Linked DNA regions of Mus musculus: all the other regions are linked to region 1. The links are chromatin contacts, called in public HiChIP or PLAC-seq, capture Hi-C and promoter capture Hi-C maps. All regions are on one chromosome and are shown on one strand. Each heading gives the region's core, a stretch centred on a gene start, on an enhancer-like site or on the middle of the called end of the contact. The rest is flanking DNA. Distances are from core to core; before and after follow the strand shown. Region 1 holds the start of Tmem183a (transmembrane protein 183A). Region 2 holds the start of Arl8a (ADP-ribosylation factor-like 8A). Region 3 holds the start of Snrpe (small nuclear ribonucleoprotein E). Region 4 holds the start of Timm17a (translocase of inner mitochondrial membrane 17a). Region 5 holds the start of Zbed6 (zinc finger, BED type containing 6). Region 6 holds the start of Lgr6 (leucine-rich repeat-containing G protein-coupled receptor 6). Region 7 holds the start of Sox13 (SRY (sex determining region Y)-box 13).

The links. Promoter capture Hi-C pulls out the DNA fragments that hold promoters and counts their contacts. HiChIP or PLAC-seq counts read pairs in DNA pulled down with a chosen protein or histone mark. Capture Hi-C pulls out chosen DNA fragments and counts their contacts.
Region 2: a contact with region 1 is called in a capture Hi-C map of embryonic stem cells, with 3 times the contacts expected there. The contact joins the promoter of Arl8a here to the promoter of Tmem183a in region 1. A contact is called at or near these places in 2 of 484 Hi-C or Micro-C datasets (erythroblasts and neutrophils), 2 of 115 datasets of contacts at active chromatin or transcription factors (embryonic stem cells and stem cell-derived neural progenitor cells) and 2 of 9 other capture datasets (embryonic stem cells and liver).
Region 3: a promoter capture Hi-C map of adipose tissue shows a contact between it and region 1, with 6 times the contacts expected there. The contact joins the promoter of Snrpe here to the promoter of Tmem183a in region 1. A contact is called at or near these places in 4 of 39 promoter capture datasets (hippocampal neurons, liver, neutrophils and 1 more), 1 of 115 datasets of contacts at active chromatin or transcription factors (astrocytes) and 1 of 9 other capture datasets (adipose tissue).
Region 4: a contact with region 1 is called in an H3K27ac HiChIP or PLAC-seq map of embryonic stem cells, with 4 times the contacts expected there. The contact joins the promoter of Timm17a here to the promoter of Tmem183a in region 1. A contact is called at or near these places in 1 of 39 promoter capture datasets (liver) and 2 of 115 datasets of contacts at active chromatin or transcription factors (bone marrow-derived macrophages and embryonic stem cells).
Region 5: a contact with region 1 is called in a promoter capture Hi-C map of pre-B cells, with 2.5 times the contacts expected there. The contact joins the promoter of Zbed6 here to the promoter of Tmem183a in region 1. A contact is called at or near these places in 6 of 39 promoter capture datasets (3T3-L1-derived adipocytes, the C10 cell line, HPC-7-derived erythroid cells and 2 more) and 1 of 115 datasets of contacts at active chromatin or transcription factors (effector CD8 T cells).
Region 6: a FOXA1 HiChIP or PLAC-seq map of pancreatic cancer cells shows a contact between it and region 1. The contact joins the promoter of Lgr6 here to the promoter of Tmem183a in region 1. A contact is called at or near these places in 6 of 39 promoter capture datasets (the HPC-7 cell line, HPC-7-derived erythroid cells, cranial neural crest and 3 more), 1 of 484 Hi-C or Micro-C datasets (the G1E-ER4 cell line), 2 of 115 datasets of contacts at active chromatin or transcription factors (embryonic stem cells and pancreatic cancer cells) and 1 of 9 other capture datasets (embryonic stem cells).
Region 7: a contact with region 1 is called in a promoter capture Hi-C map of liver, with 2.5 times the contacts expected there. The contact joins the promoter of Sox13 here to the promoter of Tmem183a in region 1. A contact is called at or near these places in 2 of 39 promoter capture datasets (both in liver) and 1 of 115 datasets of contacts at active chromatin or transcription factors (pancreatic cancer cells).

Annotation. Positions count from the first base shown.
Region 1 is chr1:134,360,271-134,363,753 of GRCm38.p6, reverse strand. It overlaps Tmem183a (transmembrane protein 183A), which reads left to right and starts at 1,755. Exons shown (of 8, transcript NM_020588.2): 1 at 1,755-1,992; 2 at 2,131-2,220; 3 at 2,830-2,997. The coding sequence starts at 1,884.
Region 2 is chr1:135,145,558-135,149,407 of GRCm38.p6, reverse strand. Arl8a (ADP-ribosylation factor-like 8A) reads right to left here and starts at 2,574. Exons shown (of 7, transcript NM_026823.2): 1 at 2,308-2,574. The coding sequence starts at 2,430.
Region 3 is chr1:133,608,142-133,611,836 of GRCm38.p6, reverse strand. It overlaps Snrpe (small nuclear ribonucleoprotein E), which reads left to right and starts at 1,557. Exons shown (of 5, transcript NM_009227.3): 1 at 1,557-1,673; 2 at 2,093-2,119; 3 at 2,878-2,940. The coding sequence starts at 1,620.
Region 4 is chr1:135,312,092-135,315,911 of GRCm38.p6, reverse strand. It overlaps Timm17a (translocase of inner mitochondrial membrane 17a), which reads left to right and starts at 2,175. Exons shown (of 6, transcript NM_011590.2): 1 at 2,175-2,218. The coding sequence starts at 2,193.
Region 5 is chr1:133,659,561-133,663,308 of GRCm38.p6, reverse strand. Zbed6 (zinc finger, BED type containing 6) reads left to right here and starts at 2,424. Exons shown (of 1, transcript NM_001166552.1): 1 at 2,424-3,748. The coding sequence starts at 3,712. Zc3h11a (zinc finger CCCH type containing 11A) reads left to right here and starts at 1,910. Exons shown (of 18, transcript NM_001276767.1): 1 at 1,910-2,072.
Region 6 is chr1:135,103,550-135,107,003 of GRCm38.p6, reverse strand. Lgr6 (leucine-rich repeat-containing G protein-coupled receptor 6) reads left to right here and starts at 1,728. Exons shown (of 18, transcript NM_001033409.3): 1 at 1,728-2,075. The coding sequence starts at 1,864.
Region 7 is chr1:133,422,135-133,425,812 of GRCm38.p6, reverse strand. Sox13 (SRY (sex determining region Y)-box 13) reads left to right here and starts at 1,601. Exons shown (of 14, transcript NM_011439.2): 1 at 1,601-1,937.

The DNA.
Region 1 (3,483 bases), core at 506-3,005:
CACATATTGTCCTTACATTTCCCACTTGTTTGAGAAAGACCAATTTCTCCCGTTAGTTAGGTTAAATAACTTCTATTTAAATACAATGGTAAATTAGGTAACTTTTCTGTTTATCTTTTGAGAAAGAACCTGTAAAATTGGGTCTGATCATTAATGCAACCAATTGAAAGTTCGTTGCTCAAGTGTGTGTGTGTGTGTGTGTGTGTGTGTGTGTGTGTGTGTGCGCTGGCCAGTGAGCCCTAGGGAATAGCCTGTGCCCACATCCCCAGTGAGTCCCCATCGCCACCATTCTAACCCCACAACTCTTGACTTTTATGTGGAGGTTGAGAGATGATAAAGTCTTGCCAAGCATTTTTTTTTTTTTTTTTGGCAAGCACTTTCTAGAGTAAGCATTTCCTAGGCCTCCACTTGTTACTTTTTATTGAAATGAGGAATAAAAGACGTATGGGTTCTTTGTTCCTCTAAATTGGCTAAATACTCCAAGAAATCTTGTTTAAGATTTTTTTCAATCAAAATTTGAAAGAGAAATTTTTTTGGTGTAACTAGCATGTTTTTCATTCCAAAGGATTAAAATGAGAGAACATTTCAGCTAAAATCCTTATGTTTTTAAAGCAGTTAGTGGTTTATTAATAGGGCCTGAGTCTCTTGCATCTTTGATTCCCTTTGGACTCCTGGGTGTGAGTATTAAAGAGTGTCACATGAGCAGAGATCTACATGCATGAAAGCCTCATTAAATTTTTACTGGTAACGTGAGATGAGAAGGCTCTGTGCTGACCAGCTGTATTTTGAACTCAACTACAGACATTAATTATGTATACATGGAAAATTATTTAGAACAATTATAGGCTGTTAGACCTTTGCTTCCTGTTATAATTCTAGATAAATTAGAGCATGATTATAACCAATTATGTTGTTTCAGTTATCATTCCCAAGTGATCCAAGCCTTATTCTATGATCCCTGGTGGTAGACTGTTTCATAATTCTAGTAAGTTATGTGGTTTGCTCTTTATGAACTTCTGTGCACAGTACTAGGTAGAATAAAATGGAGACCCCTTTGAGGTGTCTTATAGGGCACTCTCTGAGTAGATCTAGCCAGTTGGGTTGCCTGGGTCAAAAGGACTGTTTCTTAAGCCAGGGACTGTTAACACTTTGGGAGCTGAAAGGGAATTAGAAGAAAAAAAGACACAACACGGGACTTCTCTTTTAATACAAAGGAATTATATGTTCTCATCTATCCTTCTAGAATTTGCTCGGATGATGGTGATGGGAAACCTTTTAAGAATCTCTTCTACTTTGAGAATTCAGACATTTACTCATTTTTCAGGCAGCATCTCTTGTAGCCCAGCTGGCTACGAACCGAGGATGACTCTCACCTTCTGATCCTTTCTCTGTGTTGGGATTACAGGAGTTAGCCACTGATCTGCAGAGAGAATTTCAAAGCCTTTGTAAGCAAAATTATAGCGACCGCTTTGATATTTACGTTCAGGTTACTTGACGTAAGTGGGAAAGAGAGAATGACGAAAACAAGATATATGCAATCTAGATGCTGAAGTGGACCACGATGTAAATTATTAGTTCTAAAGAACGCGGTCTGGAGGACCAAACGCCCCAGAGAAGACGGTGATGAAGACGGTGACAACGCACTCCCCGTCCTACAGCCCGCTCCGCTTTGGGAACCTGGCCTCCGCTGCGGCTGAGGGCGCCGGGTGATGACGTCACCGGGCCCCGGAGGCGATTGGCTCCCCGAGAGGGGCGTCGGCAATCAACGGGACCCAGAGCCCTCGCCGAAGTCCTCGCGATAGCCGCGGCCTCGGTGCGGGGATGGCCGCAGAGCCGGGTGGAGGTGCTCTGCGGCTCCGGGAGCCGGCTCTCGGGGCCGAGACATGGCCCGGGGCTCCGGCCAGCTAGGCGGGCCTCATCGGGACACCGTCACCATGCCCAAGAGAGGAAAGCGGCTCAAGTTCCGGGCCCACGACGCCTGCTCGGGCCGAGGTGGGCGAGGGGCGGGGCCGGGCTGGGCGGCCAAGGCGGGCTGGGCGGCCGGGGCGGGCGCGGCGGGACCCGGCGGGGAGCGGTGGCGGAGACTTTGCCTCGAGTCTGAGGAGGCCTTGGCGCTTTGCTCTGTTTCAGTGACCGTGGCGGACTATGCCAACTCGGATCCGGCGGTGGTGAGGTCTGGACGGGTCAAGAAAGCCGTGGCCAACGCTATTCAGCAGGAAGGTAGGCTTTCGTGGGTCTTTTTAGGCCCAAGCTTTTAAGAGACAGCATTGGGTGTTGTATTTACCTGGAATTGCGTCCCGGTGTTTTTTCTACTGACCTTTGGGTCATGAACGTGTTTGCTCTTCCCACTGTTTACTTTCTCGTTTCGTATCCTGGATGGGATGGGTGTGTGTAGCCAGGATCAGCAGGTTCCGGAGCCGAAATGGTTTTGTTTCCTCTTTGAGTTAAAACCAACTTTGTGACCAGCTGCGGTGGGCATTCCTTTAATCTCAGCATTGGGGAGGCAGAGACAGGTGGATCTCTGTGAGTTTAAGGCTAGCCTGGTTTACCTAGCAAGTGTGAGGTCCTGTCTCAGAAGAACCACCAAACCAAAACAAGAACAAAATCCCACACAACTTTTTGTACTCGTTAATTTCCACTGCCACTCCTTGATACCAGTCCCCCCCCCCTTTTTTTTTTTGGTAGTTTGTGCATATTTTACCATGCAGTTGACTTCCATTTCTTTGGCATATTGGGTTTTTTGTTTTTTTTTTTGTTATGTTTGTCTTGCTTTCAAGATTTTTGCAGATGGGACCAAGTGCGTTTCATTCTCTCCTTGTTTCCTCCTAGTAAAATCTCTTTGTGGCTTGGAAGCGTCCCAGGTTCCTGCCGAGGAGGCTCTTTCCGGGGTGGGTGAGCCATGTGACATCCTGGACAGCAGTGATGAGATGGATGCCCAGGAAGAAAGCACTCAGGAAAGATCAGTCTCCAGAAAAAAGAAGAGCAAGAGACATAAAGGTACGGGTTGCTTTCCTGAGCACTGAGCTCTGTCTGTGGTGATGGATGCTGTCGCTCTTCAATGTGAGGGGAGATCTACAAGGAACTAGTGATTGTCGGTGATAACCTTTTTTTTTTTTTTTTAAAGATTTATTTAGTCTGTGTGAGTACACCATTGCTGTCTTCAGACACACCAGAAGAGGTCATCAGATCCCATTACAGATGATTGTGAGCCACCATGTGGTTGCTGGGAATTGAACTCAGGACCTCTGGAAGAGCAATCAGTGCTCTTAATTGCTGAGCTTTCTCTCCAGCCCCATAACCTTCTTTTCCATGATACAAAAATTAACAGCAACATTAGTTACACTTTTTAAAATTCTGTTAGGGATGTATACATACATATTATATGTGTGTGCGTGTGTGTACACATTTTCCAGAAAATTTCCGACTTAACGTTTTAAGTTTTGTTTATTTACTTTTTTTTTTTTTTTTTGAGGAACTGAATAT
Region 2 (3,850 bases), core at 1,325-3,824, 780 kb before region 1:
TTTCAGCACTCAGCCGAGTTTCTGTCTCTCAGACATACTGCAATGGCTCGTTACATTCTTTTTACTTAACCTGCTAAGCAGCTGAGCTCACTAAACTCAATTCCTATTCCCTGCCACATCTCATTGGTGGTGGTGGTGGGGCTGGACGAGGGGGCACAAGGGTTTTTCTCTGTTTGCTGAGACAAACAGAAGCCAAGTCGAGAGCAAAGGCAGTGGTGGGCATGGGCACAGAGCCCAGGGGTTCCCAATCCTTTTGTAACTGTAGGGGGAGCGGCAGAATGTCTGTCAGGGCTCTGGTGGGTCTGAGAAGGCTGGAGTTACCCAGCTGCTGGAATTCCCTGCAGCACCCTAGGTGGTGGTTTTACCTATTAGGGTCTCTTGAGAGAAAAGAAATTCAGCTTGTCCATTTAGTGGTAAATTTAGTATCAAAAAGGAGAAGGGGAGTGGGGGAAGGAATGTTGAATACCAAACAAAACTGGTTTGTCTTTGTCTGTTTTTGTTTGTTTTTTTAATTTCTGAAACAAAGTCTCTCTCTATCCCAGGCTGCTCTCAGACTAGGGATCCTGCCTCAGCATCCAGACTGCTGCGTTTACAGGCATGCTCCATCATGCTTAGTTTCAAGGAACCTCTTGACTCTGGCAGGAGAATTTGAGAACTTGGCTTCTGTCCCTGACCTGTCAGAGCCTTCCATTCTTTAAGAAGATGCTGGTCTTAAAGAGTAGGCCCAGGCCAGGAAGTTGAACCCACCTAGGTGTCTCTGCATCCCTATACTAACACGCCGCTGAGAAAGACATCCCTAGGGACTGGAAGTGGTGTCTTGGCAGAGTCCAAACAGCTAGTTTCTCCTTTTGAGAAATACAAAAACATCTCCCAGACCCAAATGCCCCAAACCAAGCCACCTAGGTCTGAAGAGACAGGTGGGAATCCGGGTGTTGGTTTCCTGCTCTGACAGCCTAAGAGGCAAGTCAACACCAAGCCTAACCAGGGTGTTTGGTCCTAGGGACACAGCATGGCAGTCAGGAAGCAAATGTGTGTTAGTTCAGAAAAACATGTCCCAAACATCAGCAGAGGCCCGTGGAATAAGAAGGGTCACTGAGTAGGGGAAGGTCCAGAGGTCAATGGCGGAGCATATTTAGGGAAGAGAGAGCGCCCATGCTATGATCACCTTTAAGTCCCTCTGAAGGCTCCCCTTGCAGGGATATTGAGCCCTATGGGGCTTCAGGGTCGGGCAACAATACAATACAGGCAAGTGGTGGTACCGAAGCTGGTGGTCTCACATCTTTGCGGACCTGCACATCAGCATCTTTAGCCTATATCTGGCGAATTCACAGTCCTTGGAAAACCCATCTTTGGGAACGGGCCTAGGTTCTGGGGGGGGGGGGGGAACTATGTCCCCGTCCCAAGCCTTACTTGGTCCCATAAGCCCAGTCTTGCCTAGCTTGGAAATACAGGCTGCAGCCATTACTGCAGCTCAGCTCACGCCCAGGGAGCTCATCTTCCTCTTTTTTAAAGAGAAAATTTAACTCCTTCTTCACCACTCCTCTGGCACAGACATACAACTGCAATCACCCCCCTCTCTCCTCCGCCTCCCCCAGTGCTGAGTCTCCAAAGCTGCTCTCTCCCCTGTCCCCAGGTGGATGGCGCCCCTCCAGCTCATCCTCTCGGGTCCTCGGTACCTACTCTTGCAACTTCTGAGCCAAGTGGAGTCTCCCAACTCCCTTTATGGTGCCATGCTTTCGGGACCCCAACGCTAAGGCAGGCCCGGGACAGGTTCCGGGGAGGAGTCTGGACTAGAGCCAGGACCTCAGCTGACTCCTCTGCCTCTAGGGATACCTTCCCCCCGCCCCAAAGGGCCGCGGCTTCCGCGTCCAGCAAGGGTAGGCAGAGCCCTCGGGGTGGGGCTGGGCTGCTAGGGCACCCTGGCAACACGCTCCGGCCGCGCGTCCCGTGACCCTCCACGCGCGGAGCGGGATTGTCCGGGCACTTTCGCCCCGTCATGCCTCTTTGCGCCCGCCTCGGGGGCCTGTCAGCCTGCGGCGGGTTCCCGGTGCGTGGAGACATCTCCGTGCCGCCAGCTCCGGAACGCAAGCTCGGTTCCCCTGGTCCTCGCTACCCCGCCCCCAGCCCTGCCATCCTAGCCCAGGCCAGAGAACGGGTGGCACGCCAGTCGGTCCCCCAAGAACCGTGCTAGGCCCTAAGTGCCCGGAGCCGGCTCCTCCCTGCCCGGAACCCGGCGGTGCCGGGCCACGCCAGGCGCCGACCCCAGCTGCCTAGGGCGCGGCGCCGGCGACACATCTGCCCGCATACCGCGATCACGTTGACGAAGGTGGTCTTGCCCGAGTACTGCAGCCCCACCAGCGTGAGCTCCATTTCCTCCTTCCAGAACAGGGCCTTGAACCAGTCCAGCAGCTTGTTGAACAAAGCGATCATGGTCGCTGCCACCGGCCGCGCCCGGTGCCGGGTCCCCGCCGCCTTCGGTGCCCTCGCGCTGCGGCCCGGAGCGGCCCCTCCCCGGTGCGGCCGGGTCCCGCGGCTCGGTGCGGGCGGAGGCTGGAGCGCGGCGGCCGACGACGCGCTGCCCGAGGATCCGCTCGCCGATGGGTGTGGCCACGGCGCCTCCACCTCCTCCTCCGCCGCCGCCGCCCTCCCGCGGGCCGGGCCGCGTCCTGCTCGCACCCGAGCGCGCTCCAGTCTCGCGCGCGGCCTAGGCCAGCGCCCGCGGGCGGGGCGGCGGGGACCCGCGGCGGCCGGGAGGAGCGTGATGGCGCGCTTGCGGAGAAAGCTGTAATTTTATTTTTTCTGCTGCCCTCGTTTGCCCCGCCCTGACTGCACCGCTTTCTGGCTTGAACGGTGGTCGGTCCTGGGCGGGTGGTGTCCCGATTAAGCTAGGGTATTTCCAGGCCGAAGAACCGTGACATGAAGATCTCCAAGAAACGGTTTTGTTCCCTGAACCTTTGCCTCTGAGCATCTCTGGGTACCGAATTCCATCCCCCGAAATGCCATAGAGAGTAACAGCCGGATTTAGAGCCCTTAATACTCCATCTTGTTTTGTTAACCACAGTTTGCCAGGCTACTTGTCTGGGAAGCCCAAAGTGAGATCGACATTTGAACTTGATGCTTGTCTTCACTATAAAGAGACGGGCAAAATCAGGGCAAGGGATTCCCTGTGAGGAACGGCGGTAGCAAAGGAAAAAATGTATGCTATTTTGATACAAAGTTTTTGATAGTGGGTGGTGGAGAGTCTGCCAAGAAGTCCCCATCCTCCCTTGCAGGAGATAACAGCTCAGTCAACCGGCTGTGCCTTCCTGGTCTCAGGATTCCTAGGCAGCTGGGCTCTCTTTGGGGGTCGGTTTTCACCTGGAGGCTGTGATGAACTGTTAACATCAACTGTATGGATTAAACCTATTAAAGAACCAGACAGCCCTCAACATCTGGATCAGCCTATTCTGATTTACTAACATCTGTCTAATAAGTTCTTCTCTTCCTCCGTAGGTACATGCTATAGTCTGACATGTTTAAATTAAAGTTTAAGTTATCATACAAAGTAATAGATTTTCATTGCTTTACATTTCTGTGTCTTTCCCCCAGATTCATATATTGAAATCCCACTCCTCAAAGTGATGACCATATAAGGCGACTAGGTTATGAGGGGGGAGGCCTCCTAGCTAAGATTAGTGCCCTTATATAAGGAGAGAACAACAGAGGTGCCCAGAGCCTATACTCCTCCCATCTTGAGGCTACAAAGAGAAGGCTGTAATCTATTAGCCAAAAAGTGACTCCTAACCAGACCCTGAATCTACCCGTACCATGACAGATCACTTTCCCATTTTTCAAGCCATGAGCAACAACT
Region 3 (3,695 bases), core at 308-2,807, 750 kb after region 1:
AGCCAGTCCCCTTAGATGCCATCCAAAATCCTTTCAAGGCTCAGCTTCCTTGTTAGAAAGAGAATATTTAAATAAATGTTAAATATTAAATATTTTAAAATATTAGATAGACTTTGAACCAGGCCACAAGCCCTGTCCTAACAGAAAACTGAGTAGGCTTGCCTACTACTAACATAGGCATGGTTACTAACTAACATAGGCATGGTTACTAACTAACATAGGCATGGTTAATCAGGTTAATCAGTCCCTTTTCTTGCTACTTGTGTTGTGGGGTGGGGGACGAGGCTTTAACACACACACACACACACACACACACACACACACACACACACACATCCAGATAGCTCCTGACTTACAATTCTTCATCCTAAAGATGGTGTGAAAGCAATATGAATTCTGTAAAAAAAAAAAAATCAGACTTTGCATTTTAAATTTTGATCATTTCCCTGGTAAGCAGCTCTAGGTACTTTCTGGTGAGGTGGGGGGCAGCTGCAGCTTCAAGAAAGGCTGCTATGTTGTGTTGCTAAGCGATGGCATTGAGTAGACTAGGCATATACATTTTCAACAATTTTCTGTGTGCATGTGGAGGCCAAAGGATGTCATCAAGTGTCCTTCTGAGTCACTCTTCACCCTACCTTCTGAGACAGGGTCTCTCATTGAACCTAGGACTTGGCGATTAAGTTAGACTAGTTGGCCATCCAGCCCAGGCACCCTCCTTCCTGTCTCTGGAATTACAGGCATGTAATTTTGTGTAGGTGCTGGTTGACAGACCTCATGTCCCACCTACCGAATCATCTCCCCTGGGCCCAAGGTATCTGCATTAAATGCATTTTTTTTTAACTTACATTTCTAACTTACCTTAAGTTTATCAGGTTGTATACCATGTAGGTTGTTTTGTTTTGAAACAAGGCCTCATGTAGCTTAGATCTGGAACGTACTACTTAGCTTAAGGTCATACTCACCTTGCGCCTTCCACAAGCTGAGATTACAGATGTGTTCTAGGAGCACCTGTGCACTACTACCTCCCTGAATCTTCACCTCCTGTCCCCTTGCGGGACGGAGATGCTGAGGCCTAATGACTTAATTATCACCGGTCACACAACTGAGAGAGATCTGAGTCCAACAAGCCGATTTCAATACCTCCAAGCTAGTTAGATTGCCATCTTCAGTTGCCACTGCAACAGTTAACTCTGCATAAAGGTGATGAGGGTTGAATCTGTTATTGAACAAGCCACAACTCCACCACTGCTTCGGGCATGACCATCTAGACTAGCTCTGGGGCCCAAAACAAATAAGGGGAGTCTGCAGATGGTTCTGGACAAGATGCCGCCTCTAAATTCCAGAGCAGCTCTCAGAAGAGCACCTAGGCAGAGGCAAGCCTCTCAGCCTACCTCCAGGTGGCGCTGTAGGACCGACCTCGACTTCAAAGAGCGGTTGAGTCGGAAGGCCGCCGGCGGAGTCTATCAGCATAGAGAAAAAGCGGCTCCTGGCCTAGAGAGGCGTTCCCCAGGACCGGCCCGCGTCGCCGACGACCACTGCACTTCCGTTTCCGGGTCTTGCTTCCGGAAGTCGCTTTCCGAGGCGGCCTTCCTACTCGTGTGGTCTTTGTGACTTCCACCATGGCGTACCGCGGCCAGGGCCAAAAGGTGCAGAAGGTGATGGTGCAGCCCATCGTATCCTACGCTGCGTGAACTCGGGGCTTTGGGGGCCGTAGGCGCCGTGAGCGTGGGCGGGGAGCCGGGCAGCCCGCTGCGGGCCGCTTCCCGTGAGGCCCTGGGGCGAACGGGGAGGCAGGAAAGCGCGCGGAGTTGAAGGGCGGCGGGAGGCGGGAGGCGGAAGGCGGGCTCCGGGTGGACCCGGCCAGGCTGGCGATCCGCGATGAAAGCGGGGGATACCGAGGAGGAGAGGAGGATGTGGGCCATCGGGAAGGTTGGAGAAACGAGGGCGGTGGGGAGGGAGCGCATGCTCCCGGCGGTCGTTTGTGCTTGCGGATGTAGCCCGGCCGGACCTTGGGGCGCTGGAGAGTCCGGCGCGGTTGGGAGCGGAGGCTCCGCTGTTTGTGTAGTTCTTTTCCTTGATCGCCGTGCTGCAGAACCTTATCTTCAGATACTTGCAAAATGTACGTAAGTTGTTTCCTTACTGTTACTGAAATGAAAGTTGGGCCTGTTTGACTCTTTGTAACAAATTCTCTGTTTCTAGTGCTTAGACTAAAAAATTGGGGGGGGGGGAGAACCAGAGTTGAGGATAAGGTCACAGGGAAAGCGCTAATTATTAATATGTCCGTGCTGACTTAAGGATGCACACAGTTACCATTATTCTGTAAGAACAATGTAATTATATTTACTATTAAAATTACTCTGTAAGAACGATTTGTCATCGGATTTAGCAGTGACAGTTGCATAGTGCTTTTTCCATAGTTGGACTTAGAATGGAGAAAAGACACCAAAGCGGGGTTTGGGGGAGTGGGGGCGTTATATACAGAGAAGCGAGTGGCAAATGCTCTTCTTTGAGGAGATTTTAGCGATGTTTATTTTAGAGTGTTACAACACAGATGAAAAATCGTTTTAAGCCATTGTAATTTTTAATCGCCAGATTCGCTTTGTACTATCCTGTGAACAGTTCTAACTGTAAGTGTATTCATGCCAGAAGCAAAAATAAATTTTCAGAGTAGGAAAATTAGTTTGGACAGGCCTGCCCGAGCACTTATTAAATGTTTCTCAGCAGGTTAACCAGTGTTGCTAGCTCTTAGATGAAGACTAACTAGTTCTAGTTTTTGGCTTATATTTATTGGAATTTTTAAGATAAGTCGTTTATTGTGGAAACAAAGTAATGGAGTGGGATTTGTTTACATTTCTAAAGTCATTATTTTTATTTCAGAGATCTCGAATTCAGGTGTGGCTGTATGAACAAGTGAATATGCGGATAGAAGGTTGTATTATTGTGAGTACCCAGGCTATTTTTCCTCAAGTTGTTATTAAAAAAGACATCTCAGAAGATGGCCAGTAAGAACAATATACAAGGCGTCAAGGACCCAACCCAAAGAAAGCTCTTCAGAGCTGGAGTTATTTATTTAGCCTTTTCTCCTTGCTCTGGTTAATAGGGTTAGATAATACTTCTCTTAAGAGGAAGGGAAGGGAGAGGTTAGGCGGTGGTGGCGCACGCCTTTAGTCCCAGCACTCGGGAGGCAGAGGCAGGCGGATTTCTGAGTTTGAGGCCAGGCTGGTCTACAGAGTGAGTTCCAGGACAGCCAGAGCTACACAGAGAAACCCTGTCTTGAAAAACCAAAAAAAAAAAAAAAAAGGAAGGGAGAGTTAAGACTTTTAAGAAGAGCTTCGTTTGTGAGGAGAGGGAACAAAAACAAAATGAGAGGGGGGCGGGGAGTGATAAAGGACTTGCATTCTGGATTAGATCATGCCAGAATAGAGCTGGTGGGGGTGAGACTTATGGTTTGTTAGGCTTCTATCGTGATGGTGTTGGGGATCAAAGTACCTGCTCTACCACACAGCTACCATGGCAATAAGTTTTTGTTGTTATTTTAGATTTATTTGTCTGAGTGTTTTGCCTGTGTGTGTTTAATGCCCAAACAGGCCAGAAGTTGTTGGCTCACCTGAAGATGGGTGATTGTGAGCTTCCATGTAGGTGCTGGGAACCAAACCTGGGTCCTTTGCAAGAGCAGCAAGGAAGGATTTGTAACT
Region 4 (3,820 bases), core at 926-3,425, 950 kb before region 1:
TGAGGATTGAACTCACGTCAGCAGACTGCAAGCATCTTTACTCACTGAGCCATTTAGCCAGACTGTGTTGGATTTTTTCTTTTTTTCCTTCCTTCCTCCCTCCCTCCCTCCCTCCCTCCCTCCCTCCCTCCCTCCCTCCCTCCCTCCCTCCTTCCCTCCCTTCCTTCCTTTCCTCTTCCCTCCCTCTTTCTCTCTCTTTTTTCTATTTTCTTTTTTTTTCTTTTGCCCAGGATGGCCTGGACCATGCTCTGTAAGTGGGGATGAGTTTGAACGTGAGATCCTCGTCTCCCCATCTCTGCTGGGATTACAGGTGTGTACCGCACCCAGCTTCAGTTCAAAATTTTAGAGACATTTTGTTGCTAGTCTGTAGCTAGAAACATTTTGTTGCTATTCTGTAGCTCTATGGCTGGTTGACTCTTATTTCCAAAAATCTGAGCGGGGCAGTGGTGGTGCACGCCTTTAATCCCAGCACTTGGGAGGCAGAGGCAGGCAGATTTTTGAGTTCAAGGCCAGACTGGTCTACAGAGTAAGTTCCAGGACAGCAAGGGCTACACAGAGAAACCCTGTCTCGAAACACCCCCCCACCCAAAAAAAAGTCTGGAAAATATGTCATTTGTCACTGCAGTCTATTACTTATTACATTGGCTTTCCTATTAAATAAGTACCTATATTTAAAAAAATAATTAAAACATGAGTATTTTGTCTGAATTATCTGTGTATCATAAGTGGGCCTGGTGTCTGCAGAGGCCAGCAGAGGGTGTTAGATCCCCTGAAACTGGAGTAACAGACAATTGTGAGTTGCCATTTGTGCTGGGAATTGAACCCCAGTCCTCTAGAACAGTCAGGCTCTTGATTGCTATGCCATCTGTCTAGCCTCAAATATCTAGCTTTGTTTTGTTGTTGTTGTTGTTTTTTTTTTTGAGACAGGGTTTCTCTGTGTAGCCTTGGCTGTCCTGGAACTCACTCTGTAGACCAGGCTGGCCTCGAACTCAGAAATTTGCCTGCCTCTGCCTCCCAAGTGCTGGGAATAAAGGCGTCCGCCACCACGCCCGGCGTTGTTGTTGTTTTAAGGTGGAATGGAACAAGAACTCCCTTTATAGCTGGCAGTGACTGTGTTTTCCTGATAAGGCTGGTGAAACTTCATACTTTTAGCTTTTTCTTCTTTAACAAGGGAAGTCTGGAGTATCTCAGGATGGCTTTGAACTCTAAATGCAACTGAGGATATAACACTGAACTTCAATATGTGCCACCATAACCGTGTGTGTGTGTGTGTGTGTGTGTGTGTGTGTGTGTGTGTGTGTGTGTATGATGCTGGGGATCTGACTTACCAACTTAAGTATGACTATAGCCCTATTTTCAGTCTCTTTTCTCTGGGCTAAACATATCTCATGCTTTCTGGGTTATCCTTTGTGGGGAGGCATGGAAGAGGATCTGGCACCAACGACCCCCAAAATCAATGGTCTCAAATTGGCCATGGCTCCTGAAATGGTCCAATTGTCTCTATAAGATGAACACTTATTTTCGGGCTGCTAAATTGGCTCAGTGGGTAAAGTACTCGCTGTCAGCCCTGACAATTCCAGTTCTGTAGACTCTCCTTAGACCTCCATGCACCCACCAGATCCCGTACATACATCAATTAATAAAAATAATCTTTATTTTAAAAGTTATCTATTACATTCCAGACATTATGACTATATAGATCTGCTCTAAAAGAGCTACATATATTTATTAAAGATTCACTGTTCACGGCAAATTAAGTAGCACTATTAATAAATACCTGACAGCAAAAGCACTTTTTAAAAAATAGCGGCTGGATAGTGGTGACACACACCTTTAATCCAGCACTCGGGAGGCACAGGCTGGCTGATCTGAGTTTGAAGCCAGACTGGGCTACATAAGCGAGTTCCAGGGCAGAGAAACTCTGTCTCGAAAAAAAGGGCAATCAATGTTTATCCCAGGCCACGGGGCTGATCTGAACTCTGTCACTCAGTACTCCGAACCCCCGAACCTCCACGCCCTGGCCGGGGAGCCTCCACGCTCCGGGTCTACAAGGAGTCCGATTGCCATTGGCTGCGGCAGGAAGAGATGCTCCAATCCCCGTCCAGTAGCACGCCTCCGCCTGGGATCACTTCCGTCGCGGGGATCAATTTCCGCCCAGCGTGCCGTAGACTCTCGCGCGGGTTGGAGCCAAGATGGAGGAATACGCGAGAGAGCCGTGGTGAGTTGCCGCCGCCGCCCTTGTCCCTTAATTACCTCCTCCATCCGCCGTGGTCGGAGTCTGAGGTGCAAGCGGAGCTCCGCGCGGCTCGGCGCCGAGATCTGGGCAGCTGTGGGTAGTGTGGATGAGCGTGACAAAGGTGGCTTTTTAGCGCAGTGTGCCAGGACCCCAGCACCCCTGTGACCTTGTGGTGCATTGGGAGGAGGTCCGGTGCTGGGCTTGGTGGAGCTTTGGAACCTCCTCCCTATGGCAGGTGCTGTCGACTTTGTGCGGGGACAATAATGATCCCTTCTGCCTGCTGAGGCGACCTTGAACACGTCCCTAAGCCTCGCTCTGCTCAGTTTCTGCCTCGACGAAGGGAATGTAGATCTCCGAGTGCCATACCCGAGGCCTTATGCCTATGAGGACTAAGTGTCCCCACGATGAAGCATTTCAAATGAGTAGACCACAAATTTCACCCAACATCCAAGGGGGCTGGATGAGCTCCTTGTAGGCTGAAGCGGCCTTTCCTATGTGGAATTCCCGAAGAAAAAAGATATATCAGTATGTGGAAAATAGGAAGAGATGAGCTGCGTGTGTTCTCTGAAAAGCCATGAATAGACATAAATTCATTAAGTGTTTATTAAGTAAGGGCTGTATGCTTGGCTCAAGGTGTAAACAAGAGTAAATCAGGCATAGCTGTTTGCAGTAAATTAATGTAATAGCTGTCGAGTCTCAACAGTTGTTTGAATAAAGCCTCAGGTGTCACAAGCTAATAGATCTTGGTATTCTGGGTTTTTGTTTGTAATGAGCGTCAGGGTATTATCCTCAAATAGTGTGTCTGCCCAGGATTTTAAATTATTATTTGGTGGCACTCCCAAAAGTATGCTTCAGCCTTCTGTCCTCAGAGGAGGTTATCTCCATGTGTTGGGGTTGGATATGCAGGGTTTAGCTGGACTGTATAAATTGGTACTAGATGCCGTATAATGACACAGATTAGCAGGAGGGGTAATTTTGATACATTTGAGTTTTCCCCAGGTCAGGTGGCACAGGCCTCATGAGGTAGAAGCAGGAGAGCCAGCAAGTTTAAGGACAGCCTGGGCTCCATAGCAAGTTCTAGGGCAGCTGGGGTTAGACCTTGTGTCAGACATATTTTCATCAGAGTGCACTGTGCATGCTGGTAATCTCAGCACTTAGGTTCTAGGCTAGCCCAGGATACATAGCAAGGCCATGTCTTGATGTTTGATAAGTTACTGGACATTCCTTTTTTTTCTTGGTGTGTTCTGAGGCCAGCGCTGTCTGAAACAGTAGATGGTTTAATCATTGTCATAATACTTCTTTGTTGCTTTCTCGGAGTGCTTTAGGATCTATAAATAGAGTGGACAGAGTTTGCGGGGGGTTGGAGTACCAACTTTTGTGCTTAAGTTGGCTGTTCTAGTTATTTATTCCATCTGGGGCAGGCTACTTAACTTCTGTGTGAGCCTTCGTTCATTTGTAAAATACAGAGGAGATAGTCCCAGTCTTTTTATCAAGTTAGAAGATTATGAATTCTAAAGGGAAATTAGTCATTATTTAGATTCTAGTGAGCAATAATGGCAAGTTTAAAAGCATACTGTTGCCGGG
Region 5 (3,748 bases), core at 1,175-3,674, 700 kb after region 1:
GTTTTTCCAGATAAGGTTTCTTTGTGTAGCCCTGGCTGTCCTGGAACTCTCTCTGTAACCAGGCAGGCCTTGAACTCAGAGATCCACCTGCCTCTGCCTTCTCAGTGCTGGGACTAATGGTGCTCGCCACCACGCCTCGAATGTTTTGTTGTGGATTTTATTACATAGTCTTGATTAGCCTGTGGTGATCTTATGTTATTGTGGCATAAGAGCTGGAATCAGGGGTGTATACTACTATACCAGGCCCAGAGGCCATTTCTTTCCCAAAAACTATGTGCGCGAGCGTGTGTGTGTGTGTGTGTGTGTGTGTGTGTGTGTGTGTTTCTGTCTGTCTTCATATTAAAGAAAAAGTACAAAATAACGTGAATAATGAGAGGTAGTTGCTCATATTTTTTTCCTTCTTGTCTCTCAACCTTCGTAAATTCCTCCTTCCCCACTGCTCTTCATAACTTCCTGACACCCCCAACTTGGCGATTGAACTTACAATTTTATTTTCATTTTTTAAAAGTGATTGTTGTCGCCGGGCAGTGATGGCACACGCCTTTAATCCCAGCATTCAGGAGGCAGAGGCAGGCAGATTTCTGAATTCAAGGCCAACCTGGTCTACAAAGTGACTTCCAGGACAGCCAGGGCCACACAGAGAAACCCTGTCTTGAAGAAAACAAAAACAAAAACAAAACAAAAAAAAGATTGTTGTCTGATGGGTGTTCCTGTCACAGTATACTTTTAAATGTCAGAGGACAACTTTATGGGTTTTGGGGATGGAATTGAGGCATACATGGAAAGTGCTTTACATACTGCACGATCTTGTAACTTTCTTATCAAACATGGATTATTTTTCTAACACACGTTGTTTTAAGAAAACAAACAAATGGGCTGGAGAGAAGGCTCAGTGGTTAAGAGCACTGACTGCTCTTCCAGAGGTCCTGAGTTCAATTCCCAGCAACCACATGGTGGCTCACAACCATCTGTAATAGGATCTGATGCCCTCTTCTGGTGTGTCTGAAGACAGCTTCAGTGTACTCATATAAAATAAATAAACCTTAAAAAAGAAAGAAAGAAAAAAAGAAAGAAAGAAGGAAGGAGAGAAAGAAAGAAGGAAGGAAGGAGAGAAAGAAAGAAAGAAAGAAAGAAAGAAAGAAAGAAAGAAAGGAAGAAAGAAAGAAAGAAAGAAAGACAGACAAAACTAGCCAGGCATGGTAGCAGATGCCTGTGGCACTAGCACTCAAGGAGAGGAAGAATTGCTAAAGATTGGAGGCTAGCCTGGTCTACAGAGCAAGTTCCAGGTTAGGAGTTCATAGTATATCTGTCTCAAAAGCCAAAACAAACAAACAGATAAATGTGATTAAGTAAAGGAAAGCATCCAGAGCAGAACTTCTGCTATGGAAGTCCTTCAACTTTGCAAGAGAAAAGTAGTTTTTGTTTTTGTTTTTGTTTTTGTTTTTGTTTTGTTTTGTGATACAGGACTCTCTAAATAGTCCTGGCTGTTTTGGAACTCACTATATAGATCTGGGTGTTCTCAAACTCACAGAGACTTGCTTGCCTCTGCTTCTTAAGTGCTGCCACAACAGGTCAGTTAGTTCGGAGCTAATTTTTAATTAAATGTCTATCAGGTTTGGAAGGCTCATTATACACACTCTGGTTAACATAAATTGAATGTTTGGTATCTGGTAGACAGGTTTCTTGCTTCTCTCCTTGATTTTACAACAAAACAAAACTTTCGTGAAGAATAATTTTCTGATAGGCATCCGGGTCCACAGAAAGAAATTCCGGTCCCCGTGCCTCCGTGACACGTGACCCTATGACCCAAGAAGCCATTTTAAGGCTGGCCTCATAGAGGAAACTACAACTCCCAGAATGCCTGCGCTTTGCGTCGTGCTGGCACTTTCACTGGCCCAGCCTTAAAGGCGAGCCTGTAGCCGGGCGCCATCTTTGACGCTGGCAGTCCTGGGTTTCTGCTTGTTCGGCTGCTGTGAGGACGGCGGGCGACCGCAGCTAAGAAAAGAGAAAGACGTGGCAGCACGCGGGAGTCGGAGACATTGTCATCGGTTCGGTAAAGTTTCTGTTCTCTGGTAACTAGACCCATTTTTTGATTCCCGGGTGACTTGGGGCCTGGGAGGGAGAAGAGGGCGAGGGGAGTGGCAGCGGCCTCCCCTCGCCCGACTTTCGGCCTAGCCCGGGAAGTCTGAACCGGGCCCATCAGCACGGCAGCTACCCGGACTCCCGCCGGCGGCCCCGGCCTGCTGGGCTCCTAGGCAGACTTCAGCTCACTTTCCCACCCTCCCTGCCCCCACCCGCTCCGCCCCACCCCCACGGCGCCTGCTCCCTTACTTACCAACCTCTTCCCCCTCCCCCCACATCCGGTGTTCCCGAACCGGGATTCCCGGGTAGCCCCGGAAAAGCGACTGTTTCGGACCCCCGGAGGGGGAACTGACACTAGGTTGCTCTCTTCCGGGAATCAGTTTCTTTAGTTAGCTGGCCCTCCCTCCCGAGATCAGATCAAGTGCCTGGACCCGACTTTACCTCCTCGCCTTCCTCTCTAGGGTCCCACTACTTTGGAGGTTTTCTAATATTCCACATACAGAGTCGAATTCTGGTATCCTATTCCCATTCCCTACCCTGATTACTCTCCCGCCCAAGCCTTCATCCTCGAAGTCAAGAGCTACAGGGACTCTTCGTTCTTGTAGGATTGGTGAGATCGTACGAAGAACACCCCTTAGACGCCCATAATCGGTGCGGATCCCCATGGGGAAGGCTCGTTTTGTTGACATCTACCAGGCTTTGGTTCTGAACCCAGAGAAGGCGGCTGTGCAGCTAGTGGTAGCCATGCTTTCGTAGGGTAAACGTGTTGGTATTGAGGGGAGGGGAGGGGGCCCACGGAAAAGGAATGGAAGTGGTTTAAAGCTTATTTTAGTTTGGCTGCTCATAGAATGTCAATTTATGAGTTATTTACAGGTTGTATGTAATGTTGCTTCAGTCTAAAAATATGAACTCTTGATAGAAACCGTAAATGAAGAATATAGCTTGTTACCTTGTTTTGAAATTTTATTTCCAGTTAATTTTTCTTCAGCCACCTATAGTTTTCAAAATATCAGAACAGAAAGGGCACAGCTAGCGCTTACTGCTAATGCCTAGTATGTGGAATCTGATTTAGCTGGCCGGAATTGACTTTTTAGGTTGTATTGGCAAGTCAGTCTTAAATGATGACTGTTGAGTGGTGCACTAAGCTTAAGTGAAATTTCCTGAAAATATTCCCGAAGTTAAGGGAAAGCCAGTGTTGTTGTCGTGTGGATTCACTAAAAGTACATATTTTAAGAACTGAAGGCATTTCCAGCAGATGAAGTTCTTGATTCGGCAGCAAGAACGTGAACCTGCAATTTGGAAGACTTAACCTTTAGCTGCTCCAGATCCCATGACGGTGGGAAAATGGGCCTCGGTTCTCTTTTCTATAACATAAGGACACTGGACGATTTGAATTTGAAAGTTACAAGAACTCCTAAAGCCCTGCAAGACAGAGTTTGGGAATGTTCTCCATTGCTGTCATTTTTCCTCCAAAAATAACCTGGCTTGGAAATCATCAGTTGAAAGGGAATTTGACTCCCCATAGAAACTGGAGGAAAGGTAATACAAGTGGAGAGGGTCAGCTGTATTTCTGCCAGAGTAATAAACCCACTGAGAGGTTCTGGTCCGCATTGTGGAGACATAAAGAGAATGAGTGTATGTACTCTAAGTGTACCAGTTTCCTCAA
Region 6 (3,454 bases), core at 479-2,978, 740 kb before region 1:
GCTTTCCCAAAGTGAGAATGGGTTCTTGTGACCCCCTAGGACTGAACATTAATGTTTTCTTCAGTACTGCATTTCTCAGGAGTCCAAGGGTTGGCCCCAGAGTGACTCTCCATCCTGTGGGCAGGCTGGACACTCAGCTCTGAGTTGCCCAAGCCCACTTCAGAAGGCTGCTCCAGAGGTGGAAAGGGGCCCAAGTGTGATTTTCCAGCTTTGGCTGGGGACTTGGAGCAGCATGAATGGTGTGTGTGTGTGTGTGTGTGTGTGTGTGTGTGTGTGTGTGTGTATGAGGGGTTAGAGCCAAGGTGAAGGCAAGGGGTAAGCGAGAGTAAATACAGAGGGGGCTTCTGCTTGCAGGTCTGTGTGGCTGTGGAGGGACCTTCTTACAGGCTCATCTTGTAGTTCTATCACAGCTGCGGCTGGAGCCCTGGAAGCACAGCACAGTTCTTTTGGCTTCTTGGTCTGACTATGCAGCTTCCCCTCTGCGGGCCCTGCGGCGTCCGCAAAGATAGAGAGGGGTTGATGAAGTGTTTGGGATATAGAAGTAAAAGGTGGAGGGTATCTTGGCTACCTCCGTGTGGTCCTCATGGACCATGGGGATCAAACTGCTCCCAACTTGGTCTAGTTCCATCCTGGGGCTTGGCTCAGGGAAAGATCTGGAGACCAGAGAAAGCAAAAGGACACGTGAAGGAAGCACTGCTAGCCCAGGCTGGCCTAAGAAGAGAGCTGAGTCTTGACTCCAGTTTTAGCCACTATTGCCCTTGCTCTCCAAGGTCCTGGGATTATAGATGGATTATAGATGGAATCGGGCCCTTAAGGTGCTTGAGCTGCATCTGTAGTACTGGGCCTCCAGGTGGCGCCAATCAGCCGACTCGCTGGCAAGCTCTGGCAACCAGCTGTGCGGAGGGCAGCCCCTCTGCTGTCCTGGGTCCCGAGATCAAGGTTCAGGGTGATCTCTAGACCTTAGATCTTATAGTCTACATGAGTTCATTTCCATGCCCTGTGCATCAGGTGGAATCTACGCCAGTTGCTTGGTGTTGAGGAGTGGCTCCTCAATGAGGGGGCCCCTCCTCATTCCTACTACCAACCTGCGACCACGTCCTTCCTCCTTGAGACCTTCTTCCTTCCCTGGTCGGAATGGGTGTAAAGGAGTGATCTGGGCACTAGTTCTGAGGCTGTCCCCAACTGCCGTGTGACCTTGAACATCTCTTTCTCTCGGGTCTCTTTTCCCATCAGCCTAAAATCTGGTAGTGGGGCTCAAGTCTGTGGAACTCTCTTTTGTTGTTGTTTTTTTGTTTTGTTTTGTTTTTTGTTTGTTTGTTTCTCCCCTGATGGTCTCTGGTCCCTTGAGACCCTGTGGCTGTTCCCAAAGTCAAAAAGAATTCGACCCCATAGGCCCAGCTCTGGGGCACCCTTTCTAAACAAGTGCAGGTCTCTGATGTGCTGGCCCTTCCTAGCTTTCTTTGGGTTTCTTTGCTTTCTTCACCGCCCCTCTCCTACCCCACGCCCCCGATGAAATTCCTGCCAGCTGGGAAGGAAGGAGGGAAGGGGAGCGAGCCACAGCGTAGAAAGTTTCCTTGACTCCTCCTCCCAGCCCCCCCACCCCACCCCCGTGTCTCCCTCCCTCGCCAAGCCCAGCCTGTGAAACTGAATAACGAAGATCACTCAACAATGCCTGCCCCTCTCTGACTGCACCGTCCCGCCGCCGCTGCCGCCGCCGCGCCCAAGCCAAGTCGAGCGGGGGCGTTGCCCACCGACGGCGCAGCCCTCGGGCCCGCCCGGGACCAGGAGGTGAGCCGCGCGCGCACAACTCCGTGCGCTCGCCCGTCTGAGCGCCCGCCAGGTGCCCCGCAGCCCGCCGCCGAGATGCACAGCCCGCCTGGGCTCCTGGCGCTGTGGCTTTGCGCTGTGCTGTGCGCATCGGCGCGCGCGGGCAGCGACCCCCAGCCTGGCCCGGGGCGTCCCGCCTGCCCGGCTCCCTGCCACTGCCAGGAGGACGGCATCATGCTGTCCGCTGACTGCTCCGAGCTCGGGCTCTCAGTGGTGCCTGCGGACCTGGACCCCCTGACGGCTTACCTGTGAGTACTCACCTGCTGGTACCTGTTATTCGTAATGGCCGCCTGCCCCGCAAACACTCGTTTGGTGCCCTTGGACATGCGCATCCCCAAGAGGGCTCTTCCTTTTCCAAGAGTGAAGGACTGGGAAGCTAGTCTTAGAACTTGGGAAACTGAGGCAAGAAATGAGCCTAGGCCTCCCTGCTACCTTTCCCAGGTGTTTCTCCCCCACCCCTATGGGCTTAATGTGGGACCTGGTGAAGTGCAGTGTGAACGCCAAGCAAGAAAGTGGTGTGTGTGTGTGTGTGTGTGTGTGTGTGTGTGTGTGTGTGTGTGACAGTATATTCTTTTGCTGTCCTCCTCAGAAGAACACTGCCCAGGATTGATGAAGGCAAAAGTTAGTGCTCTGTTAGGAGGTGAGGGAAGTTTGCCCTGGTAGGGATGAAATGGGTTCTTCCACCACAGCAGGAAGCGGCACTGCCCCACTGAGGCAGGGGGCTTTGGTGAAGGGTCCACGCAGCTCTCCTCTCCTTAGTTAGGGACTCTGCCAGTACCATCTTCTTGTGTGGAGGTCTCCTACCCCCTCCCCAGGCCTCCCTGAAGTCTTGTCCCAGGAGGCTGTGTTAGAGACACTAATTTGTGGGCAGGCTTCAAGACTGAAAACCAGAGAACCATTTTTAGAGTCTGAGTTGGGGTGAGGTGGTGCACGAAGGGGACCCTATTGGGGGTAGCCGGCTCAGAATCGGGAGAGCCGGAAGCTGTAGCTGATCACTACCTGGGCAGGAGTGGGTGGGAGCATAGCCCGGACCTCTTGGCCCTGACCCCTGCTGCAGGGAGAGGAAACCCCCTGGCCTCCCCTGCTATCCCTTAGAAGAAGGAGAGAAGGTGGGAAGATCTGGGTAGAAAGTCTGGCCAGAGCTCCCTCAGGCCTGAGAGAGGCTCTCTCGGCTTTGGGATCCTAGAATTGAGGATCGCTGAGGAAGAGGCAGCCGGGCTTGTTCCCAGAGGCTCGGCAATAGAGCTGGTGGGGCCAGGGTGCGATGAGAGGGTGGTGTCCTGGTAAAAGTGGGGGATCCTGAACTAGTGCCCCTTGTGGGGCTCCTTCCATATCGCGATTACCTCCCCGCCCCCATATCCTTCTTCACTCCAAAAGAAACAGTTGTGGGAACAGAAACACCCATATTCCAGAAGGACAAACCAAGTCCTGTACAGCCCCTAGGGGTGATGGGAGAGGTGGGCACAGGTATTCACAGCAGAGCTGTGAGGGTGCCCAGCACCAAGCAGAGAGCAGCAGGTCTGGGCCCACCGCCATCACACCCCAGAAATTCCATTTCTAGCAGTTTAATACATTAGGGGTCTATGACACTGTTTCTTTGGAAGACAGGGAAGATGGCTAAAAAGAC
Region 7 (3,678 bases), core at 352-2,851, 940 kb after region 1:
GAGCTAACTGATAAACACGAATGTATTATGGGCCTCCTCTTTGCCAAGTCCCATCTAGACACATAGGATCTAACCATGAACAAGAGGCACATCCCTCCCTGTCCCAAAGAGTTTACCATCTCAATGTCACAGTGTAGACAGGCAAATGACCTGTGGGGTTCTCAGAGCCCATGGATGGAGCTCCTGGCCATGATTTGATCCTCAAAGATTGCCTGAGAAGCTGGTACCAGACAGAGACCCAAAAGACAGAAGACTATGGAAGAGTTGTCACCCAGGCAGGGAAGCAGGGACTGATGAAATGCATGCATCCTGTGGAAGCTTCCTGCTTGGCCACCACTCGAGAGGGAGAGGGTCATACAGTCCCACAATGGGCGTTCCTTCAACCAGCCCTGCTCCCACAGGTCTTCAAGACGTACTTCAAACTGTGGCCTTTCTAAGGAGACTCTGATCCAAGTCCCCATAGCTTAGCATCCTTGGTAGACCCTATGGCTCTAGCACTTTGTAGAATTAGAGTCTTCACAACATGGGAATCCAGAAAGGGCTGCCACTGTGTCATTCATCTTGGTGATCCCTGGCATCTGCTTGGGTCAGGTTTGGTGTAGACATTTAATAGATGGGCCGAATGAGGAGAAACCCTTCTTCAAACAAACCTTCCTCCTAAACGGGGCAGGAAGAAAGGAAGGACTTGTTGGAGAAATTCTAAAAAGGACAGGGCTAGGGAGTGGCTAGACATTAGGAAGCTGTCAGAGATCTGATCGCATCAAAGCAGGTCTCTCCTTGCCCTCAGGTTGGTTTCAAATTGAGATCCTCCTGCCTCAGCTTCCCAGGTATTATAGGCATGAGCCACTCCCAGCTCCAAGGGCAGTTCTCAAGGAGCATGCCTTTAATCCTAGCACCCTGGAGGCAGAGCCAAGCAGGTTTCTGTGAGTTCGAGGCCAGTCTGATTTACCAGTGAGAAAAATAAAGTTCAATCTCGGGTCTCTGGAGGAGGCTGTGAACTGGACTTGTTAAAAGGAATGAAAATTCCCCATAGTAACTCTCAAACCTGGGTCGAGGGGACTAGGCAGAATTCACCTTCCTCCCCCTATTTTCTCTATCCAGTGGGTCACTACATCTCCACAGGTCTCACTCTGGAGAACCTCTGCTGTCCCCTTCCCAGCACAGGTCTCCAGCTGTTGAGGCCTGGCTGGACCAGCTGCTGGGAGGAGGAGGAGGAGGAGGAGGAGGAGGAGGAGGAGGAGGAGGAGGAGGAGGAGGAGGAGGAGGAGGAGGAGGAGGAGGAAGCTCTGTCCCTCCCTCCTCCATCTCCACACCCTCCCTCCTCCCCCGCCCGCTCGCGCCCTCCCTCCCTCCCTCCCTCTTTCTCCTCGGAGGCTGTCGGAGTGGCTTTCGCAGAAGCGAGCGGCGAGCGCCCTGCTCCAGTCCCGCCTGGGAACTGAAGTGTACGAGCGCGGCTCCTGGAAGCCGAGCTCCGGAGCGGCCGGCGGAGGTCGAAGGCCGAGGCGGCGCGCTCAGCTTCGGAGGCCCTGGCTTTGGACCCAGCGGGCTCGGAGCTGCGCGGAGGAGCAGAGCGCACTGCCCGCCGGCCTGGCGGGCGCAGCGGCCGCGAGTCCGGGAGCCGGACTGCGGAAGGGAACACGGCGGCGGCCAGCCGGGGGCAGAGGGCAGAGTGCCGAGCGGCCTGGCTCGGAGGAGGGCGCCGCCCGACCCGTCCTCAGCTCGGCGACCGTGGCCAGCGGAGCCCGGCGGGCCGCGGGTCCTGAGCGCTTCCAGCCCACGGCGGGGGGCGTGCCTCCGCCCGGCCGCGCCGCCCCGGCCCGCTGCCCGCCGCGTTGCCGGGGCATGTGAGCGGGAAGGCCAGGCTGCTGGCTGCCGGGACGCACTGAGCAGAAGCCGGAGCGCGGAGTTGCGACCCCGGGCCCGCGCCCGACCGATTAGTAAGTGCGCCCCTTCGCGCCGCGCGCCCCATCACCCCAGCCTCGCGAAGTTTGACACGCGCGCCCCCGCGTTCCTAGGGACACGCTGGCTCTCTGCCGCGCGACTTTCCATCTTGGGCAAAGTTTTTGCCAGGCGGAGCCGATCCTACCAGACCCCTCACAACGCCGGCCGGTGGCGCCGCGCTGATCCCGCGTCCTTTTGGAGGGCAGTGGCTACAGGCCGTTGGGGGTGGCGTGCGCGCGCCACGCGAGCCGGGCTTCGGGGGTCCTCTACCCGCCCGCCCTTTGCGACCCGCCGGCCTTAGGTCTTTCGCCCCAGCCTGACCAACGCTCCCAGTTTAAGCACTCCCAGCCTGAGCTTAGATGTCCCCGTGCGAGCCCCACGTGGGGCTCGGGTACCCGCAACGCGGAGCTCCGGTCCCGGGGTGCATTGGGCAGCCGGGGTTCAGCGCGCGCCCTTCCCACGGCTCCGGTTCATTCCCCGCGGACCAGCCGGGCGCCGCCTCCCATTTTTTCAGCCCTTGCTGCTCTTCACTCCAGCCTGCCCCTTGCCACCCCTGCGTCCCACGGTGGAGTGTCGGAGAAGCGCCTTTCAGCCCCTTTCACTGTAGAAATAAATTGATCACAGGACTGATGGGATGGGGGTGGGGGGTGGTCGCGTAGTCCCAGCGGTTCGCCATTGTTTTCCCATCCCACGTTCGGTACGTAAACACACACTCACGCGAGTGTGTGTGTGTGTGCGTGCGTGTGTTTGCACGCGCCAGCTGCGGCTGCTCAGATTCCCCAGGAGCTCTAGGGTCGCCCGCGGGATCTCCCCGCAACCAACCTACATGTCCTGGCAGGAGGTGCCTCATTACTTGAAGCTGGGGGGGGAAAGGCACGGAGAGTGGGAGCTGTCCCAGAGTCCTTGGCGAGGCCGGGGGTCCGGCTTGGGCTGGACGTGAATTTTGAACTTCAGCCTTGGATCATTCCGGGAGGACCCCGGGCGCTTGAGCGGTGGCTCTAGCCTGGGAGGGTCCCCAGCAGCTGGCGCTCTTGGCAGCATCTCCGTGACAAGAGCTTAGAGGAAACTGAGGAGTTTTCCTGGGAAGTTTGCTTTAGCTCTGTGGGAATTTCCGGGCCCGGCGCCTTAGCGCTGGCGCTGGCAGAGGGGTCTGACCTAAGGCAGTCAGTCAGTGATGCTGCCACTCCGAGCAAGGTTCCCAGAGACCCTGTTTCCAACTTCTTGATGCGGTAGGAAGTCCCTCACTGTGTGCTAGATTCAACACACTTGGGTCTTGTTCTTGACCGAGATGGGTCGCTTGATCCTGGCGATGTCCAAACATCGCCTGTACTTTCTCAGTTTAAAAAAAGGGCGGATCTGTGCTTCTATCTTTGAAGCTGGTGTATGTTGATGGTTTGAAGGATGCTGGTTTGGAAGGCCTGTACCACGGAACGCCAGATAGCCTTGTAGTTAGAACCAGGAAGCTAAGCTGGAGTTGTACAGTAGTGCAGCCGCTGGTGGTGCCACCGAAGGCAATTTGACCCACCTCCCTTGCTCAGGTTACTTATCTGTATAGTGAGGTTAAATTCTGACAGTGGCCACCTCGTGGGGGTGGTCTTAAGGATGAAAAGTCTAAAGGCAATCTCAGCGCCATGCGGCACAAAGTAAATAAATGCTCGGCAACTGTTAGCTTTTGTTGTCGGGATGTAACTTAGTGGAAGAGCTCTAGCTCAACATGCAGGAAATCTTGGGTACTGT